Regions from separate parts of the Mus musculus genome. Here region 1 is linked to region 2. Evidence: chromatin contacts called from public HiChIP or PLAC-seq data. All regions are on one chromosome and are shown on one strand. Each heading gives the region's core, a stretch centred on a gene start, on an enhancer-like site or on the middle of the called end of the contact. The rest is flanking DNA. Distances are from core to core; before and after follow the strand shown.

What was found. HiChIP or PLAC-seq counts read pairs in DNA pulled down with a chosen protein or histone mark.
Region 1: a contact with region 2 is called in an H3K4me3 HiChIP or PLAC-seq map of bone marrow-derived macrophages, with 6 times the contacts expected there. The contact joins the promoter of Iqgap2 here to the enhancer-like site in region 2. A contact is called at or near these places in 7 of 39 promoter capture datasets (cranial neural crest, hematopoietic stem and progenitor cells, hippocampal neurons and 3 more), 25 of 484 Hi-C or Micro-C datasets (CD4 T cells, ECoMG-derived neutrophils, bone marrow-derived macrophages and 15 more), 13 of 115 datasets of contacts at active chromatin or transcription factors (the HPC-7 cell line, bone marrow-derived macrophages, embryonic forebrain and 8 more) and 5 of 9 other capture datasets (adipose tissue, bone marrow-derived macrophages, liver and 2 more).

Annotation. Positions count from the first base shown.
Region 1 is chr13:95,889,785-95,893,384 of GRCm38.p6, reverse strand. Iqgap2 (IQ motif containing GTPase activating protein 2) reads left to right here and starts at 1,463. Exons shown (of 36, transcript NM_027711.1): 1 at 1,463-1,721. The coding sequence starts at 1,676.
Region 2 is chr13:95,842,887-95,846,817 of GRCm38.p6, reverse strand. All of the region lies in intron 1 of Iqgap2 (IQ motif containing GTPase activating protein 2), which reads left to right. Among named protein-coding and RNA genes, the nearest start is that of Iqgap2, 47 kb to the left of the region's middle. Within about 2 kb of position 1,712, at least 21 of the 459 cell types and tissues checked have an H3K27ac peak or open chromatin away from gene starts, as enhancers often do. A contact at or near this core is called in ECoMG-derived neutrophils, bone marrow-derived macrophages, hematopoietic stem and progenitor cells and 3 more, where this site is marked.

The sequences.
Region 1 (3,600 bases), core at 214-2,713, 47 kb before region 2:
CACATAGACCATCTACTTCTTGAGGCCCTGCATCCTGGTGTTCATCCTGAGAACTGATGTGTGAGGAGTTCATCTTTGATGCACAGAATACGCAGTGCGTTTTAGAGTCCAACATGGCGTCTCTGAGACATGGAAGAAGCCTGGCTGACAGGCTGGTCACAGGATGAGTATTGCTGACCTGTGGCCATAGCATTAGAAGCATCTACTTTTGTGGGGAGGAAAATCCCTTTCATCCCATTCCAACAGGGTGAGAATCCAATGTCTCTAGGGGTGGGGGTGGGGAATCCTCTCGCTCTCATCTGATGAGACTTCCCTCTTCCTGTGCACCTAACTCATAGGCTGGCACAACTTCAGCTTCACTGACCACTTGTGAGAAACGCAAGTTCATGAGCCTCAACTCAGACCAACGGAACTGGAGGCGGGGCGGGGTCCAAGAGTCTGAATTTCAAGTTTCAAGAGTTCATTGTGTCTCCCAGAAAGCAGCTGGCTGCTCTCTGTAGATTTGCTTAATTAAAGGTGACTAGTGTCGCTAGACCACCTTTCTTCGGCTAAATCATCTCTTATGACCCTCTCTTTTGATGATTTTTTTTCAGTCATGTGATCACCCACATGCCCCACGTTTGTGAAAAAGCAGTGGCCCATGTTTGGGGGGGGGGGGCTCCCACATTCCTCCAGGCTCCAAGCAACCGCATGAAAACCGTGCTTTTAAAACAGCTACTTGTGGTTTCTGTCTCAAAAGCTGAGCCGGAAAGGGGTTTGTGGTTGTGCGACCCCGGCTGGGCCTGAGCGACAGTTTTGCACATTGGGGGCGGGCTGGCAGAGGGGTGGGCGGATGACTGGCAGTTGTGTTCTGAGTGTTGTTTGGAGGCTGTTAATCTTGCTCCTGCAGCCCGCGCACGAGCTCACCCTTACCGTTTCTTGTCAAGAAAGGGGAATCCTGTGTCTCGTAAGCCAAAAGTCATAAACAACTTTCGTTTATACCCCTAAATGCGAGAAGCAGGCGCTCGCGGGGCTCGGGGGTGGGGTGGGGAGGTGAGTGTGTGAGGGTTGTCCCCGTGCAATCTCTCTAGAGGAAAAGGAACTGCAATGTTTGTCTCTCAGTCACTGAGCAACACCCAGGCGAACTGGGTGCCTGTGGTCTGCTGTGGTTTTTCTTGCTCTTCCCTGCGCTGGTTCACTTCCACCCTCCGGATGCTCCAAGTCGCCCTCCATCTGTGCGCTGGGCTCCAGCTGCAGGGGTCCAGGGTGCCTCTCAGCCCCTTCCTCTCGCGGGAGGCGGGTCCTCGCAACCGGGCGCTGCGCTGTGCGGCCAGTAGGGGTCGCTGCACGGCGGCGCGCTCCCACCGCGGTGAATAACGGGGCCGGGCGGGAGGAGAAAGGAAACCTGCTGGGGGAGGCGGTACGGCCCGCGGGCGGGCGGGCGGGCGGGCGGGCGAACGAGCGAGCGAGCGAGGGAGGAGATAGTTCACTTTTGCCCCGGTGTCAGCGAGACGCGGCCGCCGCAGGCGCGAGTGAAGGAGCACCGAGGGAGCGGAGCGGTCAGCTCCGAGAAGCCGGGCGAGGGCAGCCCAGAGGTGGGATCGGAGCGCGCCCGCCGGGCGCGGAGCCCGCGAGCCTGGCCAGCGAGGGAAACCACGGGGGGCGCTCCCCGGGAGGGCCCCCAGAGCAGCGCAGGATGCCGCACGAAGAGCTGCCGTCGTTGCAACGGCCCCGCTACGGCTGTGAGTGTTCGGGCTCCCGTTGATCTCGGGGCGCCCCTCTCCCTGGGACGGCGTTGGGGAGGCCGAGGGGCTTGAGGGCGCGCTGCGGAGGGCAGCGGCTGGCAAAGTTGAGAATTGGAATTGCAAAGGAGCAGGGCGCGGATTTCCAAGCCCCTTTCTTCCAAATTCCTAATTGCAGCTTCCAGCTAAGTCCCTCCACCTCGCAAGCCTCAGCAGCTCTGGTGCAGATCAGGTTGTGGTTTAGGGGTATCAGGTGAGGAGCCCGCCTTGCTTTGGGCGCTGCCGGCTCGAGCCAGAGGGTGGCGTAGGGGATCCGATGCTTCCCACCCAAAAGGGGCGGAAAGTTTGTTTGCTGTCGCTACAGGTGGGCAGCGCAGCTCCTGTGCCCGCGCGCTCTGCGAGAGGTGAAGGCACTTTCCTGGAAGGGCAGGCTTCTCCTACTAGTCTCTTTTGGGCCTCACCTGAGCAGCTAGAGCCACTTAGGCCCCACAGGTGTGAGGCCCTTCCAGCCAAGGCCTCCAGGGACACGTACCGCCCCCAGCCACTTTCCCGGTGGCTCTCCCCGCCCCCGATCTCCTGCGCGGGAGGATTTCTGTAAGGACAGACTCTGAGCCGGTCTGATTGAAAGTGACGGTGTCGGTTACCCAGCCCCGGGCTGCCGGCGGCGGAAAGAGGTGGCTTTGACTAACAAGAGGGAGCCAGATTATCGCCAACCACGTGGCCCCTTGTGCAGAGTTCAGAGTCCTAAATATGCGCTAGGAAGTATTTCCTTTAAAACAAACAGAACGCTGGCTTCTTCTCCCGGGTTGGCCCTGTCGACAAACGCATGGCCACGAACCATGGGTTAATCTTTTGCTTGGACTGGTCTTGTTAGACGCAGTACCAGGTTTAGGTTAAGGTGGTGACAACTGCAACAGAGTTAGTGTGTTCATGTGGTTTGTGGTGTTTGGTAGGAGCACGGATGAAATTTTTGGAAGAGGGTCGCCAACTTCCCTAAGTCAGTCAGTCAGTCTCTCTCTCTCTCTCTCTCTCTCTCTCTCTCTCTCTCTCTCTCTCTCTCTCACACACACACACACACACACACACACACACACACACACACACACACACACACACACACACACACACATCCCAGTCTTGGAAGGGACTGTCAGAGGTGAGAGGTTTGTTTTTTCCTTGTGACAGCAAGGAGCCAGCTGCAGTTTCTGTAAAGTGAGAAAATGCATTCAGCCACCCAGCATTTTGCTTGCAGCCTGCCCAGTTTGCAGTGGATAAACCACTCAGAGAGCTCCTGGGGCTGGAGGAGGAGCCCTGTGCTCATCTGGTGCTTGCAGTGTCAACCTCAGGTCTTTGGGAGTCCTTTCCTGTGACAAGCTCTTGGGACAGAGGGTGACTTCACCGTGTTGCGCTGTTAAGATGACTAAAAGATCTGTAACTAGGCGAGCACACATTACAAGATGGTTTGACATCACACGGTCTGCGTTATCCCCGTTTTATGCACAATGTGAAGGGGATGAATGTGGATCAGGAATGCAGCATTTCCATTAGCCCCTGCATGGGCATCTGATATGATGCCTGATTTTTATTGAACCAGCCTGTCTCTGCAGCGTGCCTTAGAAGACTAATCAAGGAGGCATTGATTTGGCAAGCCTGACGCCTGCTCTGCTGAATGAGCCACATTCCTGAGAAATCTTCCTCTAAGTTTCTGCGCTGATCTGGAGTGGCAGGGCGGGGTGCTGTTGTTGGAGTCACTTAGCTTCCTTGGGCTTAGCCAATCCCGTTCTCCATTGATTCAACACGGTTAAAATGGGGAATATGTGCTTATGTGTTATCCATACTGGAATATATGGATATGTGAAATATGAAACGTTTAATATTA
Region 2 (3,931 bases), core at 463-2,962:
GTCTTACCACCTATCCCTTTGCTAGTGTGAAACTAGCTATGTAGCCCAGGGTGGTCTCAAACTCAGAATCCTCCTGTCTCTATTTCCCCAAAGCTGGTTGTAGCACCATGGCCAGCAGATGTTGGCTTCTGAGAGAAGAGGTACTGGTTAGTGACTTCCTTGGGATCAGCTCAGGAGACCATTGATATTTAACTTAGGAAGGCTATTCTGGTGTTGCCTCATTCTCACAGGACGTTAAAGTTGAGTCGACCTTGACCTTCAGGCCTTTATTCGTTATTTATAGAGAATAGTGTGCATCACCTTAGGACTGGATCTAAGTAATTTGAGACCTTTTACAGTGAAACCCGTGAGCATGGGGCTCATACCGAGTGGAAGTGAGCTAAGTTCCTTCCCATTGTTTAGAAACAGTAGCAACAGATTTAAAAATTGCCCTCTACCATTGGAGTCTCAACTTCGCTCCTGGAAACTTAACACTCTCCTCTTCCTCACTGAGATCTGTGAGAAATGTGGGGGATGGGCCTTCCTGGCAGCAGGTGGTGATATGGTTTCTAAAACAGTTCTTGAAAAATTACCATTTTGCAAATAAAAATTAATAACACCAAATCTAGGAATCATTGACTTTTGTTCTCCATAACTGAGCGAAATCCCAGGATTCCGTTTCTCGTCCCAGCGTGATCTGCACTGGGTATCTCAATTCTGGAGCAGTTAGAGATTCCTGGTTTTTTTTTTTTTTTTTTTGTTTTTGTTTTGTTTTGTTTTTTTAATTTTTAATATTTTTTATTACGTATTTTCCTCAATTAAATTTCCAATGCTATCCCAAAAGTCCCCCATACCCTCCCCCCCCCTTCCCTACCCACCCATTCCCATTTTTTTGGCCCTGGCGTTCCCCTGTACTGGGGCAAAAAAAAAGTTTGTGTGTCCAATGGGCCTCTCTTTCCAGTGATGGCTGACTAGGCCATCTTTTGATACATATGCAGCTAGAGTCAAGAGCTCCAGGGTACTGGTTAGTTCATAATGTTGTTCCACCTATAGGGCTGCAGATCCCTTTAGCTCCTTGGGTACTTTCTCTAGCTCCTCCATTGGGAGCTCTGTGATCCATCCAATAGCTGACTATGAGCATCCACTTCTGTGTTTGCTAGGCCCTGAGATTCCTGTTTTAAGTTTATAATGGACTGAATGGATTTTCCTTTGGTCTGTGAGAATTAGCAATGATTTCCTGCTCCAAAAAGGTGCCGTTCAGACCTGAGCACTCAAGTGTAATGTTCACAATATGTCTGTGTGAGTGGGATCTAAGAACCCTCTCTCCCTCTCTGTGTGTTTCTGTCTCTTTTTTTCTGTCCCTTACCCCTTAGCATATTCTCTCTGCCTTTCTGTTTCTGTTTCTCTGTTCTTGTTTCTCTGTTTCTGTTTCTCTCTCTCTCTCTCTGTCTCTCTCTCTGTCTGTCTCCCTCTCTCTGTTTTATTTATAGGGTCTTGCTATGTACCCCAGGCCAACCTTGGGCTCACTATGTAGCTCACGATCTTTCCACCTCAGCTCTGAGTTGCTGGAATTGCAGGCATTTGCTATCAGAATGCCCGGCTCCCCTGTGGATCTTGTACAGTATAAGCTGATTGACAGGAAAGGTTTGGTAATTTTCCTAAGGCCGGACCTATTTCCTATTCCATTTTCCTGTTTTGATGTGACATAGATGTTTCTTAATACTTGTCAACCCTGGTGACACTCAAATGATTGTGACACTTGTTTAAAGCTTTTGTACTGGTAGCTTACCCTCATTGCCTGGTTTTGCCACATCTCAGAAATTCCCCCAGTGCTAAATATGAAGATTTAGGAGGTTTTTTTTTTTCTGTTTTTGTTTTTTTCTATAACAATATGGGTCTAGAGACGTTTACAGCTTTGCCTAACCCGAATGGCCCTGGGTTATGTGTTGGTTTCCGGCTTTGGAAGGATCTTAGAGGTGTGTGATGGGGAGAAATCCAAGGAACTGTTCTAAATGAAGTTCCCTTTTCCTCAGAAGATGACAAAGATGACTGTACTTTGGGTGGCAGACTTGGTAGCGTGAGGATTGGATGGACCTGATGCCCATGCCTTCAAGTCAAGCAGTTCTCACTAAGTACCTGTTGTTTCCTTGGCCCTTGGTCGGGAGATAGAAGCACCTGGGGCAGCTGTCTGCTCAGCATCTCTGTGACTTGATGCAGCCTCCAGGGGCCCAAACACTTGCAATATTGCCTTATACTCTAAGAGTGGCTGAGAATACGTATAGGGTTGCTAACAACAACTTCTAACTCAGGCTTGTTTTTTTTTTTTTTTTTTTTTTTTAAAGGAAATCCAGTTTAGGGAAGTTTGATTATGGGGTCCTTTAGAGTTTAAGTAGCCATGGAAGGCTTCAAGCAGCTGACATGGAACCAGAATTTTCCTTGGGTCTTGTTTCCTTAATATGTCCTTAATGTCAGCGTTCTTCAAACCTTAGTCTTTTGGTTCTGTTATCCTTTAATTCCATCCTCCTGCCTCTGCCCCGAGTCTCTTCTAGTGTCTTCCTTGGGTACCAGTGCATCCCACAGCCTATGAACAGTCCTTAAGTCCTGAGAGTGGGTCTTATTTATTTAGGTGTTCCCTTTAAGGCAATACAACCATAGAATTTGGTTCCACACCCAACTGAATTACATACCTGAGGATATTTAGGATTCTCAGTAGAGAATTTTGAGTCACACAGAATAACAATGTGTACTTAAAATACTAAATGGTGGGTGTATGTCTCCGAATTGATTATTCCTATCAGACTTCTAATCTGATTTTCCTTAAAGGCGTACAACCCAAATAATACCATCTTATGAAGCCAGCCACGGTTGGGGACACTCATGCCAACCCTCCCTTGAGTGTGTTTCCCAAACCCAAGCTCCTTGTCCTGGTGCCAAATCTTGGTTGTGTAACTGTAATAAAAATTCCAGAAGAGACCTTGTGAGTCATACATTTTGTCTGAACTGGCTGGCACCAAGCAGCCACTGAAATATTTGTGGACAGATGAATGGATTGACACAGGATATGGTGGCCGTGGTACCTGTGTGAAGGGAGCAGGTAGTGGGGAGTGGCAGTTAAACAGTGGCCGCACCTTATCAAAGGGTAGGTCTTGGGCTAGTTTTACGTTGCATTGTGTGAGTGTTCTTGGCACTGGACTCGCCCCCCCCCCCCAACCCCCGTCTTATGCTTCTATTTCCATGCAGCTCTTTTTTGTAGTTTCTTATGCCTCTGTGCAAGCTCTCCTCACGGGATTGCCATAGAATGTAATTGCTTCCATCTCTGAGCCTGTATCAGCCGATTTTGGCATTTTGTTCTCCTTAGCGCCATTCTCTAATCAACTAAGCTAGCCAGCCAGTTGGCATTAGTAGTGACTTGCTAAAACTGGAGGAAACTCTCCTCTACAAAGTCATGTTTCTTGGGGTGTTTGGGGCAGTGATTGAAGATGCCCCTTAGAAGAAATCATGGATAATCAACTTTTTTTTTTTTTTTTAATTCAAGAGAAAGGAGCCCTAGAGCTATTTAAACTACCTGTGCCTTGAGTTCTGTGGTGACATTGTTGTCTTGGTAACAACTGTGGACTGTGGTCCCAAAGGATGTCATTTCAGGCCCTGGCTGTGTCACTGGCCCAGAGAATAGCCGTAGGCAGCCCCACCCCCTCATTGACCTTGACTTCCTAATTTATAAGAGATAGGGCCTATCCCTCAGCTGATTGTGAGAACCACACAGTAACCTATGGGAAAGTGCTTTGTAGGCAGAAAAGTCGTGTCCGCCGTGAGTTATTACCTTCAGCATGGCTCTTTAAATGGCAGGGCCGCTCCTCATGCCAAGAGTTCTTATCAGAAGTCTCTCCGTGAATGAACAGGGAGTAAGGCAAAGGTCTTTGCCTGACCCTCTGGGGTCCAGAAGCACCTGCTT